2 separate regions of the Zea mays genome follow, and region 1 is linked to region 2. Evidence: chromatin contacts called from public Hi-C data. All regions are on one chromosome and are shown on one strand. Each heading gives the region's core, a stretch centred on a gene start, on an enhancer-like site or on the middle of the called end of the contact. The rest is flanking DNA. Distances are from core to core; before and after follow the strand shown.

Evidence for each region. Hi-C and Micro-C count contacts between places; a contact is called where the count stands out from the background.
Region 1: a Hi-C map of ear shows a contact between it and region 2, with 2.3 times the contacts expected there. The contact joins the enhancer-like site here to the promoter of LOC103626227 in region 2. A contact is called at or near these places in 2 of 25 Hi-C or Micro-C datasets (ear and tassel).

The regions. Positions count from the first base shown.
Region 1 is chr5:36,567,472-36,571,060 of Zm-B73-REFERENCE-NAM-5.0, forward strand. No RefSeq gene overlaps it. Among protein-coding and RNA genes, the nearest start is that of LOC103626228, 70 kb to the left of the region's middle. Within about 2 kb of position 2,015, at least 16 of the 20 cell types and tissues checked have an H3K27ac peak or open chromatin away from gene starts, as enhancers often do. A contact at or near this core is called in ear and tassel, where this site is marked.
Region 2 is chr5:36,464,703-36,468,234 of Zm-B73-REFERENCE-NAM-5.0, forward strand. It overlaps LOC103626227 (homeobox-leucine zipper protein HOX23), which reads right to left and starts at 1,799. Exons shown (of 2, transcript NM_001352895.1): 1 at 1,035-1,799; 2 at 1-645. The coding sequence starts at 1,655. The coding sequence ends at 220. It also overlaps the pseudogene LOC118472000.

The DNA of each region.
Region 1 (3,589 bases), core at 765-3,264, 100 kb after region 2:
GCCTGGGCCCTAATTAAGGCCCGGGTGTGTTCTGTCCTGGGACCTTGGGACCCTACTGTGGGCGGCCCGGACCCCATAGGGGGGGGGGTCCGGATCCCATTCTAGGGGTCCGGTCCGTACACGTGGGGGTCTTGGACCAACTTGGAGGTCCGGACTGTATATCCAGGGGTCCCGCACTTTCCCATGGGGTCCGGACTCACTGTTGATGCCTTGGAGTATCTCACTTTCTCTGGACACATGGCGGCCCTGGAGCCGCCCACGTGGAGGGGTCAGGTGCTGTTGCTGGCCCAGAGTAGTCGCCCAAGGCTGGGGCGAGTCATGACCTGGTCCCATGTACAGCTCCTTTACCACGCGATTAAAGATAGCCGCGTGAATATTGCGTCTTGATACAGTAGTAAGGGGTACCCTAATTTCAGTGTACCGGCAAAAACCAATAGCTAAAACAACTACTATTTCAGAACAGAGGGAATACTAATCATAATACAACATCACTGTAGGATGTGAAAGCATATGTTTGAACATGAAAGAGATTGTTCAAGACTCTGATAGCTCCTAAATATATAACACTCAACGTAAGCTGCTAAGGTGAGTTTTAAATCGTGTCAAACACTACAATTTGATACAGAATGTATTCTCTGCGAGATTGTTTACAAAATAATCAAAATTGAATATAAAAATAATTGAATTTAGAGCAAACATTTGAGAATCTAACGGATTTAAATAAAAAAACTTATCAACAATAAACATGTAGCTAATGTTAGCCATTATAAATTTTGTATTAACTATGTGAATATTTGAGATCGTTTAGTAATTCAAAATTTTAAATTTCAAAATTTATAAACTTAAAACATACATTTGGGACTATAAACGACTTAAACTCAAACAAACATTCAACTACAATGGAGTGTATTAAGAACTATAACTTTCATATAGTCCATACCTACAACCGAGATTGTTTGATAATTTTAAATTTCAAATTTTAAAATCTATGGATTTATAGCAATATTTTGGTAACAGTTTGAATTCAAAATATTTTCAACTGCAATGTTGTAAATCATGTTGAAAGTTACAATTTTTATATAAAATTTATCTTTATCTGAATCCATATGAAAAAAGTTATGAATTATTTTTGGATGCCACTACTTATAGAGGTGAATATCTTACAACGTGTTTGGTTTAAGGGATGAGTTAGTTTATCATCTTCTCACTTTCTTATTTGGTTTGTGAAATGGAATGAGTTGATACATCACCATTTCATTTCTCATAGGATAATAATTAGAAATAACATTAGAAATGAGTTCATTACACCAAATTTATCTAGAATGGATTGATTTTTTAAAACAAACACCCATTAAGACTTTCGCCTTCATAAAATGATTTTATGTGCGAAGACTTTAGAATGACAGTCTCCAAAAACCATAAGTTAACAGAGATGATCATAAAATGTTCGCCTCTAAGAATTTAATTTTTTAAGGCAATCATATTAGGCACCTGTTTTTATAAATGGTTTTTGGAAACAAATATTTTATTAGATCCCGTTTAAATGTTTACGGAGACGGTCACATTTAAAATTGTGCATTGACTCAGCGCCATTTAAATTATGTGCATTGACACTAAAATTATGCACATAACGTTTAAATGTGTGCCTGCCTCCAAAAATAACTTGACAGTGTCTTCTAAAATTGTTTTTCTTGTGGTGTCAATGTACATAACTGCTTGACTCAGCACCATTTAATTAGTTAGGGGGTGTTTGGTTTAAGGTGTGATGGCTACATTTCTCATATTAATATTAACTAACTATGAGAAATGAGGTGGTGATAGATCAACTCATTTCATTGCACAAATCAAACAAAAATAGTAAGTGATGATACTCAAACCAAATACTCCATTAGAGATCCCTCCAAATCTGAAGGGCCCATTTGTTATCGCATTTTCTCACAGTCGAACCTGTACACTTCATGGTGCTGCTGCAGGTAGAGGCCCAGTTTCGTACGTTTCCGAGGCCATGAATCCAGCCGATGGCCCAATACAGCTCAACCATGTCGGCTCTCTTGCTACATGGCCAAGATAGACAGACTGATCGACACGGCGACACGATTCGAAGCAACTTAAATATCCAATGCATACATAGGTCGGTACAAATCCGTGCTAGCTCCAACACCGTGGATACCGACCAGTTCGCATGTGCTATGGCCAGCAGATGGTACAAATGGATGTATAAAACATTGTTATGTGCTTTAGGCTATACTGTTTATAAATTGAAGTTTAAAATGAAAAAAAAAAGATGATTAAATTGTTAGAGATAGCTTAACATATAGATGGGCATGTGCCATTGAAGTAAACAAGGTAGTCAATGTCCACGTACTTGCTACTGTCAGTGAACCTATTTTCACTGTCGCCTCCACTCACACCCTCGTGACAATGAGAATTGGGATGTCGTTGTAACTATCCATGAGTTTCATATCAAAGAACTCCATCCCGACACATACATTGAGCGTGACCACCGCCGACATGGTTAGCGGAGCGACACCACCAGTCCACCACCGTTCCCTGAACTACCGTATTTTTGCATTTTGGCCCTTTTTGGAAAAAGTTGTTCACAAATACGCCCTTTTCGGTTTTATTTCAGGAAATTGACCTTTATCTCGGCGCCATCATTATAAGCGTCGAGGTTGCACGTCTTGACGCCAACAATGATGCTGCCGAGGTCTCAGTTCGCTGCGTTGAGCTGGCGCCCACGTGGCCGGCTCTAAAGTATAAATTGCTCCCCTTACGACATTTGGTGGACGACCTAGATTAATTATGCCCTTAACGGCAATGACATCATCGCCATGGCAACCTAGCTCCTCCCTAACCTTTGCAACCAACTCACTGAAGGAAGGTCTATCAATGAATAACACGAGCATGCTTTGCGTATCAATGAACTCAGCATATCCACAGTGATCTCTTTCCATGATGCCTCCATGGTATATGGTCACTAGGTTGTCCATATATTTGAAACACGAAATCAAAATTCAATAACCAATTAAGATGGTATGTGCCTAACCCCATGTACTAATGTCTAACTAATTACTAATTAGTGACCCCATTTAACTAGGTTAAGTGATCTATGACAATGATACAAAAAAGGGGTTATATCTAAGGTTGTGGTGGAGTCGGATGGTCTCCTCTCTACAACAAAGGAACATAAGATTGTCAATACAAAATTTCGGCAACACTTGCCATGCATGGTGAGTGCTGGTCACTCATTTTTGGCTCCTGAAGGATATAAAAAACAAGGCAACACAAATGAATCAACCCATTACCTCACCCTTTAAATAACTCTTCATAAAGGGATCAATTAAAGGGAGAAGGTAAGAAACATAAACTAGTAACAACAAGAGCAAAACATGAAACATAGAAGATGAAACAAATTACTCATCTTGTTATGTTATTACTTTGCTTCGCTCTTTACAATATGACAAATAATTACAAATATACCTTTGGCTTTACAAACAATAATGCAAAGGTGAGGAAAGAACATGACTATGTAGGCAGAATGAATCGATTTTCTTGAGCCAAAAAGGCTAATTGTATGCACACAACTGTG
Region 2 (3,532 bases), core at 549-3,048:
TCTTTGATCAACAACGCATCGGCAACGTACGTCGTCGGCGGCGATCTCGCGATCTGGCGCATAGCTTGATGCGATGCCAAGAGGAAATGACCGGCCGGAGAGGCATGTCGGTCGGTCGACGTGCTGTTGGATCCATGGAACAAAATCTGCGTCGCCCGATGCGAGGTCATAGCAGGCAGCGTAGTGCACCGTACGAGACGAATTGAAGGATTAATTTGTTCACTGGAAGGCGTGGTGGCCGTCGGCCCACGGCCAGAACGGAGGCTGCTCGTCGGCGGCGGCACCGCACAGCAGGCTTCCAAAGGTGCCGCCTCCGCCTCCGCCACCGCCCGCAGTAGCGGCGGCGCCGTGGCCGGGCTCCATCTTGGGCGCCGGGGACGGGTGGCCGCCGCTGTGCAGGAGCTGGAGCTGGTCGACGTCGTCGGCGCGGGCGCAGGCGTAGAACGGGATGCCGCGGTAGCTGTCCATGGCGGCGGGGCTCTCGTCGGCGGCCCGAGGCGGCCTGGAGATGTCGAGGTTGATCTCGGAGCTGTTCTCGTCGCTGCTGCGGTTGCTGCAGGACGCCTCCGTCTCCTTGACGTTGAGGTTGATGAGCTCCGACGCCGCCTCCTGCCTCCCTCCTCCGCCTCCCTTGAGCGCCATGATCTGCACGCGATGGACAGGATCGACGGGACCGGTGATTATTGGTAGATCGAGTGGTTAATCATGCTGCATGGCACCGGCACCGGCACGGCGGCACCACCACCACATCACAGACGATGAGACGAGAGAAAAGGAGAGAGGCCATGCATGCATGGGTGGCCGACAGCAGGCGCAGGCCGGCACCCATCCCGACATGCGCACTTTATGCAGAGTCGACGCCCATGGATGGATCCTATTCCTATCTACGATCCTCTAGCTTGCTATGCTATGGTATAACTTGAATTCTCCGATCCAGATGCATGGATTTTAGTTGTGGCCTGGGTCGTAGTCGTAGATCCTGATGCGCATGGCGATGGCATTGTTACTCGTTACTGCTACATCATAGTACACACCTCTGTCTGGAGCTTCTTGTTGTGGGAGAGGAGGGCGTCGTTCTCGGCGCGGGCGGCGTCCAGCTGGCGGCGCAGCGCGTCGTAGTCCTTCTCCAGCTGCTTGGTCTTCCACCGGGCGCGGCGGTTCTGGAACCAGATGGCCACCTGGCGGGGCTGCAGCCCCAGCGCGCGGGCCAGCTGCGCCTTGCGCTCCGGCTCCAGCTTGTTGGCCACCTCGAAGCTGCGCTCCAGCGTGCGCACCTGCTCCACGCTCAGCCGCCGCTTCCGCTCGCCGCACGCCGCCGCGGCGGACCCCTCCTCGTCGTCCGACGCGCCGCCGCCGCAGTCCTGCTGGTGCTGCTTGGGCTCCGCGTGCAGGTGGCCGCTGCCGTCGTCACACATGCCGTCAGGGTACATGCGCTTAATGCCGGTGGCCAGCATTGGAGGCGGCGGCGCGGTCATGGCGCCGCCGAAGTCGTGGAGGAAGGGGCTGACGAGCGCCGGGGGAGGGGGAGCCAGGAGGTGGTCGTGGCCCTCATGGTGCTGGTGCTGGTGGTGCGCCTGCTGCTCCTGCTGCATTTGGAGGAGGAAGTTGGCGGCGAAGAAGGAGGGGGCCATGCCATTGGTTGCCATTGGCTTCATCGCAGGAGCGAGAGGAACATGGGGAGGGAGTATATCGATCTTCCTTCCCACACCACAGATTGACACGGGGAAAGAGAGAGAGAGGGGATGGAGCTGCTAGAGGTTGGTTGGGACTTGGGAGCTAGCGAGAGTCTTGTGTGTGTGTGACAGAGAGGCAGAGCTGGAAGAAACTGAAAGAGTCCGGGAGCTGCTAATATAATGCAAATTAGCAACATTATATATATTTATTGAACAGATATTTTTGTGGAGTGGAAGAAAAGAACACTAGACACAGGGAGATGGAAAGGGAATTGGAGAGTGAAGGCCGTTCAAATTACAACCGGCTAATGTTACCGGAATCTGCTAAAGGAACCTTTGTACCAACCACGTACTACCACTGTTGTTGCATATATACTGTACCACGAACATTTCCAGCACTCAACGCTAGCTGCGCGCGTACAGAGAATTGAAACTGCCTACTGTGTGTGTCTATATATATATATATATATATATATATATATATATATATATATATATATATATATAATTGAGTTACTTCACAACGACAACACTACTTTGCATGGCAGCATTATTTATACATAAAGTCAAAAACAAGACTCAAACCATAAAAACCGGTTGTTTGACTATTGCAGATATAATTTATAGAGACAAAAATATTATAGAAGCAGCAGAAACTGATACAAATTAAAGTCAGACGAACAAACAAAACATACACATGCAAAGGCTGGCTTGTCGCAGTTTTCATGTCATGGTAATCCTTGCACTACCAAAATCCGGCTCTTTGTTGATTGCTCGACACTTTACCAAGTACCACTCAGCAAAGCATTCTTTGTCGAGTATCACTCTCGGCGAAATAAGACTCTCGGCAACGACATCGTTTACCGAGAGTGAGACACTCGACATAGATAGACTCTCGGCAAAGCCCCCTTTGCCGAGTGTCAAACTCTCGGCGAAACACGATGCTCGGCAAAGGGTCGTCAGCAGCCGTCTATAGCTGACGACCGTTAACTTTGCCGAGCGCCAGACTTTGGCACTCAGCAAAATAACTTCTTTGCCGAGTGTCTTCTTTGACACTCGACAAAAGTATAATTTTATTATTATTTTTCTTTTTCTCACTAAACTTTTTGTGGTGTGTTCCTACACTATGTAGACCTACATGTTCGATTTTGGCACAATTATAAAAGTGTTTGCTATAACTATTAGATTTTGTTCTTTTAATTGAATTTTCTCGGATAATTCAGATTTGAACTGCAAGTCGCTCGAAAGATGAAAAACCGTGAATGCAAAAATGATATTCATGTTACTTAGCACAAGTTACGACCTATTTCTGGAGCAGACCAGAAATTTCGAGCCCCATGCACACGAAACAAAACCGTTAACTTATCATCCAATTGTTTTAAAATACTGGTAAAGGGGTCCACTTGTGCTCCCCGTTGCCGAGAGCTAGTCCAGCTGGCACTCGGCAAAGGAACTGGCAAAGGCTTTGTCGGGGACCATAATTAGGGGTACCCTCAAGACGCCTAATTCTCAGCTGGTAACCCCCATCAGCATAAAGCTGCAGAGGCCTGATGGGTGCGATTAAGTCAGGGATCAGTCCATACGAGTGACTCGATCACGCTTCACCCGAGCCTAGCCTCGGACTCGGGCAGCCGACCTCGAGGGACTTCCGTCTCGCCCGAGGCCCCCCTTTTAACGGCGGACACATCTCCGGCTCGCCCGAGGCCTTGGCTTTGCTAAGAAGCAACCCTGACTAAATCGCCGCACCGACTGACCGAGTTGCAGGGGCATTTAACGCAAAGGTGGCCTGACACCTCTATCCTGACACGCGCCCCCCGGCAGAGCCGAAGTGACCGCCGTCACTCCACTGCTCCACTGAC